Linked DNA regions of Arachis hypogaea: region 1 is linked to region 2. A link is a contact called in public Hi-C data. All regions are on one chromosome and are shown on one strand. The core of a region is the stretch at or near the end of the contact, and the rest is flanking DNA. Distances in the headings are between cores, read along the strand shown.

The links. Hi-C and Micro-C count contacts between places; a contact is called where the count stands out from the background.
Region 1: a contact with region 2 is called in a Hi-C map of leaf, with 2.3 times the contacts expected there. The contact joins the enhancer-like site here to the promoter of LOC112750576 in region 2. A contact is called at or near these places in 2 of 8 Hi-C or Micro-C datasets (leaf and an unstated tissue).

The regions. Positions count from the first base shown.
Region 1 is chr15:124,024,599-124,028,128 of arahy.Tifrunner.gnm2.J5K5, forward strand. It overlaps LOC112750581 (T-complex protein 1 subunit beta), which reads right to left. Exons shown (of 13, transcript XR_011872213.1): 10 at 3,038-3,523; 11 at 2,557-2,872; 12 at 1,744-2,063; 13 at 879-1,175. Among protein-coding and RNA genes, the nearest start is that of LOC112750581, 5.7 kb to the right of the region's middle. Within about 2 kb of position 1,518, at least 1 of the 3 cell types and tissues checked has open chromatin away from gene starts, as enhancers often do.
Region 2 is chr15:123,631,606-123,635,030 of arahy.Tifrunner.gnm2.J5K5, forward strand. It overlaps LOC112750576 (tetraketide alpha-pyrone reductase 2), which reads left to right and starts at 1,396. Exons shown (of 7, transcript XM_072216724.1): 1 at 1,396-1,733; 2 at 1,827-1,999; 3 at 2,831-3,016; 4 at 3,281-3,425. The coding sequence starts at 1,628.

The sequences.
Region 1 (3,530 bases), core at 268-2,767, 390 kb after region 2:
TATATTTTTATATATGTAAAGAGTAAAAATATATATATTTTAAATCATGAGAATAAAAATTAATTTTTTTTATTTGTGCAATAGAATTAACACCTAATCAAATATAAAAGTATAAAATATAAACATTAAATTCTTTCAAGATTTAGATAATGAATGTTAAAATTAATTTTTAATGAAAAATTAAACTCTTTCACATGAAAATAATAACTAAAAAATATTTGATTTTATTTATCTACAGAGATCCTGATTTTTTTAACTGACTAAAACTTTTGTCTCCTACAATTTTTTTATAAAAATAGTTTGATTTTATAAATTTTATTCTGCCAAAATCTATAAAAAAAAAATACTAATTTTTTTTTCAAAGATTGGAGTGAGACTCGAACATATAATCTAAGTGAGTATAAGAAGACTATGCTATTTGAGTTATAATTCATTGGCAAAAATACTAGTTGTTACTAAAGTGTACTCTTCGATATCACATAATTTTAAAATTTAAATGTTTGATGAATTAAAGAAAATGATAGAAAACTGTTGAAATTAAATAGAATAAAATCTTTACAAAATTACATTTAATGATCTACCAACAAGGATTGGTCCGCATGATAAGCAACGCAGGATTAGCTTAAGTAGGTGTCGAGTTCGAAGTCCTGTATATGCAGTTATTCTCGTTAGGAGACTCGCCCACAACATTTAGTTGCACGATTCGAATCGGATCCCAATTAGTCAAGGTGAAACTCCAAAAAAATATATTTAATGCTTTCTCTTCTCCACTTCTTCACTGTCTTTCTCTATTCTACTACTGTTTCTATTGCACTTAATTTATAGTAAAGGGAGTATTGGGTATATTTATATATAATTGAAGGGAAGGAGTGTTTAAATTTTGAGGTTTAAGGTTTATAGTTTAAAATTTAAAATTTCTCTAAGTAGTAAATAGAGAAATGTTGAATACATTCAAATCTCTTTCAAATTTAAGAAGGTTCATTGTTTCTAACAAACTTCACTTTAACAGTGGTGGCTAAATCCTCTCTTTCCTTGATTAATATGATAGGATAATACAATATGTAGTTATGTACTTACCTTAATCTGTATTTAGTGTAATCAACATATTGTGTAAACTTATTCACCATGATCTCAGATCAGCTCCTTGCTTCTACTTCTGCTTCATTACATAAATTCTACGAAAGAAGACATTTTAAAATGAAAAAATTGATAAAATAATAAATTAAAAAATTAATTATTAAATTTATAACTTTTATCTTAATTTAAGAGTGATTAACCTCTGATTTTACTACTTTACCAATCTCTTCACTTTAGAATAGCTTGATTCATATACAACAAGACAACATTGTAGTTTGTTACATGGAACAGTTGGTTCGGGCCTTCTAAGCAAAGGTTCTCAATTTCCTTGAACAGGGCTTTGTTAATTATAATTATAATGGTTGATGGATATTAGGAAACTTGAACAGGAATTCATTTTTTAGCATCGCTGAGGTTCCTCAAAAGTCATAGGAAGCTACGACAAGCTACATCTTGAAACATCAAACCTACTCTTTGACCAAAACAAAAAAGGAACCCACACCAATGTTATTAATAGTAAGCCTAAACTTTTTCGCACAAAAAATAAATGATTAATACGATATCATGAATAAGACAAGTTAAAGGAAAATAAACAGAAGACTAAAATTTTCAAGGATAAAGTAAAAGACAAGGAACTCAAAATTACAAAGTCAACAAGTTTGATACCTAATTGCAGATACCCGAAGTAAATGGTTTCACTTGAGTAATGGCTCAACACAACACCACGTAATCCCCACTTCTCTCTATCCTACAACCAGCCCCAATCAAACGAAACCGTAGAATGTCATAAAATTGGTAATGTATTATGCCAAGCATCTGTTGGATCCTCAGATGATTTTTCACATTCTGTCTTCTCTCCTCCTTGGAGCACAACTGATGATCTCATCAACTCTAAGTATCATCTCAGCTGCTTCGGTTGCAGATAGCAATACAGCCTGCTTAACTTTAAACGCCTCACATATTCCGCGTGCAGCCATGTCTCCAACCTTCAAGAAATACAACATAGATCAAATTACGTTAACCAATAAGAAATACAAAAGGATGCAAATCAAGCTAGCAGCCTGCAGATGTTTTTCTACGAATACAACTTTGGTATGGTCCAGCTCTCATACCCATGTTATGTATACATAAGTTATTGAAAAGCGAAAATCTTAACGCAATTAGCATACCCGAAGATAGATATTTCTTTACAACTGGAAATTTAAATGTGACACGTTTTAATACCAAACTATCAAATTGATATAAACTGGGGCAATCAGAATTCTATCCGTATCAGTATAAAATGACAAGGGGAGATATTATAAATTTTACAATCAAGTCAAATAATTTCTAAGATATACTAGCATGTGTGCATCTTGTAGCAACTGACCCAAGAGAAAAAGAATGACATGATGCTATCATACAATATAATGAGCAATTAAAAAATGGTGCTAATGGAAATAAATATCAGGTATATAAAATTTTAGTTTCAGTACTTACGGAACCAGAGATAACATCAATTCCTGCAGTGCATCCCTCGCTCTGGTGCTCTGCCCGGAGCTGAGAGATCAACTCAGCACTGTCCAAACCAGCATTATCAGCAATGATTGTTGGGATAGCCAAGAGTGCTCGAGAGAACGCCTCAATAGCAAGAGACTTCTTTCCAGGAGTTTTCCTGGCCAGTTCATCAATTTCCTTTGCCATCACCATCTCCGGCCATCCACCTCCAAGCAGCACCCTGCTGTCATTCACAGTCTGAGACAGCACACACAAGGCATCATGCAATGACCTCTCAGCCTCATCGAGAACATGGTGGCTGCCATAGAAGTAGATATATCAGAGTTCGAGCATAAATCAAATAAAAAATTCATTCTTGTTAGAAAACAGATGTCTGCTCATATGCATATAGTTTAGAAACTACTATGGGCTTGTGGTCATGAACATCAATCAGGAACTTTAAAATAACAAGAGTAAGAAGTACCTAGCTCCTCTCAAAACTATTGTACATGCCTGACCCATTGCAACGCCAGAAAAATGAATCAGCTTATCCTCACCAATCATAATCTCCTCAATAAGGTCACATTGCCCAAGCTTAACAGACTCAGGATTGTCAAATGTTGATGCAATCTCACCACCAGTTACCAGAGCCAGACGCTCAATACCATCGAAATCAGCATGCTCAATAGCCAAAATTCCAGCATCAGCAAAGAGCTCCTCTGGGAAGTTGTAAATCAATTGTCTGTTAACGAAACAGTTGATACCATGACCTATTATCTTCTGCACCTTTTCTCTCATCTTCTCCTTCTCAGCTCCTTCAATTTCAGCAACTTTAGCCATGGAATCTACACGAACACGTGCGCCATATATCTTCACCTTGTCTGTGTCCATGGCAGTATTTGCCACCAATATCTTTGCATTCTCTATGCGCTTGGGTTGTCCAATACCAATTTTCTTGTCAAGGATGAATCTGAACA
Region 2 (3,425 bases), core at 146-2,645:
CAATCAAGCATATATAAACCTCAAATATCAAATTCATTAATATGAAACTCAAGAATTCACAAGTGCATATACCAACAAAATAACCTTAATTATAAAAAGAATCTAAGTATAGTGCAAAGGAATGAAAGGACGAGAAAATTAAGAACAACTTACAATTGAGACAAGCTAAATTTCAAAATTAAAGTGTAAATTGTATAAACTCTAATAAATCCTAGAAAGAAGTGAGAGTTTCTCTCTCTAAAAAAATTATGAAAATCTAGTCAAAATTTGTAAAATGATCATATGGTAATGTGTTCTTGTTTTTCTCTAAGAGTATGCTTAAAATTGGCTTCAGGGTATCAAAATTGAGCCAAAAGAGGCCTCCAAAATACATAGCACGTGACTTTTTAAATGAGACACGCGCTCAGACCCGTGCGTAAGCACTATTGTGTCGTACGCATACTTGCCAATTTTCCCACTTATACATACACACAAGTGCCAGCTAATTCTTCACACCTGTGCATACGTACCATTATGTGCATACGCACGCATCCGAATGTCCTTCTCCTTTGTTTTTTTATGAATTCTTCTACTTTGCATGCTTTTTCTCCACTCTTCAAAGCCATTCTTGCCTATTGATCCTGAAATCACTTAAACATATCAAGGTATCGAATGGAATAAAAGTAGAATTAATTTGATAATTTAGAGCACAAAAAGCATGTTTTTAACAATTAGGTATAATTGAGAGAGAATTCACAAAAACATATTATTTAAATGAATAAATGCATGTTTATGTGATGAAAACCACTCATTTCAAGCCAAAAATTATTATCAAATGTGGATTCATCAACTGCCAATCTTCTGGCATGAGAGTGGCAGGGTGAGGATGGCGGCCAATAAGAAAGAGAGTTGGTTGGAGATGATGGGCGGTGGCGGGTGAATCATTCCTTTTGGGTAAAATTTTTTTATAATTGATGAATTTGGAACTTGATTCAACAATATAACAATATAAAAAGATAGAGAGAAAGAAAAAGCATTTGGTGCAGAGAATGTTGTTGTTGACAGTGATGGAGGTAGGACTTAAGAGTGAGTAGAGATGGAGTTGAGATAGGAAATAAGGGTAAAATTGGATAAAATAATTTGACTATTAGTTGACTACCAAAAAATTAACAAAAATAAAATTGAAATTTATTTTAAACGTTAAGAATAAAATTGAACATAATTAAATGTAAGGAATAATTTTAAAAAATTTTAAAAACTTTAGAAATAAAAAATTTACTTTATTCATTAATTTATTATTCTATTTAAATAAGTTAAAATTTTAAATTCAATCTTATAAATATAGTAATTTATTGATCAAATAACAAATTTTAAATAAAATTTAAATTTATAATGAATTAATTTTTAAACCAACTAGCTGACAGTTGTGGTGTGACACATCTGTCATAAACCAAATTGGAATCTAAGTGGAATGAAACTCACGTGACTCTCCAACCTTCACAAAGTTGGGCTATGGAGTTCATCTATTCACTTGATCGGTAGACCTAATCCGATACTACATAAGACCAACAAAGATCACAAACTGCTGCTAAAAGTCAAGAGTTACAAAGACAACAGAAAAGAAATCAGATTAAACGATAACAGAGAAATGCCTGAATTCTGCGTGACTGGGGGCACCGGTTTCATCGCAGCTTACCTTATCAAAGCCTTACTAGAAAAGGGTCACACTGTGAGGACCACCGTGAGAAACCCAGGTGACACTTTTAATTCTAAGGATTCACTTGCTTTTTTTATTTTTATTTTATGCTATAGTTTGATTTCTAATATGTTACTTAATATTTGATCAGATGATGTGGAGAAGGTTGGCTTTCTAAGGGAATTGAGTGGAGCTAAAGAGAGATTAAAGATTTTTAAAGCGGATTTATTGGTGGAAGGGAACTTTGATGAGGCAGTGGAAGGGGTTGATGGTGTCTTTCATACAGCATCTCCAGTGCTAGTTCCTTATGATAACAACGTTCAGGTCTCCTTCAATTCCTTCAATATTCTATCTCCTTAAGCTTAATCAACTTTTTGTTCTTTATGGCTAAAACTAAAAAACCAATAATATATCATCTATGTGTAAAAGAACATTAAAAGAGGTTTGGTACAATTTTTTCAAAAATTAAAAAAGAAAATACTTTTTTATATATATAAATTTGTATTTCTAAAACTGGAAGGAAAGGCAAAATATTAATCTCACATTTGTTGTTATTCTTAATATTTAATGAAAAATATAAATTAATAGGTGTATTAACGATACAAGAACCCACTTTTTGGTGTCAAAATATGGATATACCAATGTTTTAATAGTCTATTTTAATTTGCAGAAATATTTGGTAACAAAAAAAGAATTAACCAAAAATAGCTAAAAGTTGTCTCATTTAATATTTATTAATTATTGTTAAAATTAATGAATGTTAAATAAGATAAGTTTTGACTTTTTTGTGTTTCCCTAACATTACCGATTAATTTGTTGGTGGATTGAATTAATGAACTCCATCATAAAAGATCGATTAATTTGTGGAGTTTTTGACACCAAAAAACTAGATTATATTTAAGAATCATTATTGCTCTATTAGTTAGTTGTTATTTGTCTCACCTTTTGTTGAAGGGGTTCATCTGATTATGCACTTACTTATTATGTCTTGGTCACGTTGTTACTTGGAAAATAAGTTGTTTTAACTTCTAAGGTTGGTGAGAATAAAATAAAACTAGGGAAACGTATTATATTCAAACCAAACTCTACTATAAATTTAGGAAGCACAATTTAATTCTTTTGTAAATTCATTTGAAGATTTGAAATATGTTGCAGGCAACTCTAATTGATCCGTGTATAAAAGGAACCGTGAATGTGCTGAATTCCTGCATCAAAGCAAAAGTTAAACGCGTTGTGCTCACCTCATCTTGCTCTTCCATAAGATACCGTTACGATGTGCAGCAAGTATCTCCTCTTAATGAGTCTCATTGGACTGATATAGAATACTGCAAACGCTACAACGTACGTAGTAACATTTGCTACCATTATCGTAACTTTTTTTTTTCCAGTAATTTGTACTAAATTAAACAATACATATATTTAATTATTTAATATTTATATACAAATATATAATAATTAATTTAGTAACTGATTTTTAGTGTGCATATATAACATTTTTTTTAATCAACAGCATATATAGGTTGGCCTGAGTAATCTTGATACTTCGTTCTGAATATTTAAACAATTTTACCTTTTATATTTTTAAATAATTTTGTGAATATGCAGCTGTGGTACGCATATGCAAAGACTATAGGGGAGAAAGAGGCTTGGAAACTTGCAAAGGAAAATGGAATGGATCTAGTTGTGGTTAATCCCTCTTTTGTTGTTGGTCCCCTGCTTGCACCACAGCCAACAAGCACATTGTACATGA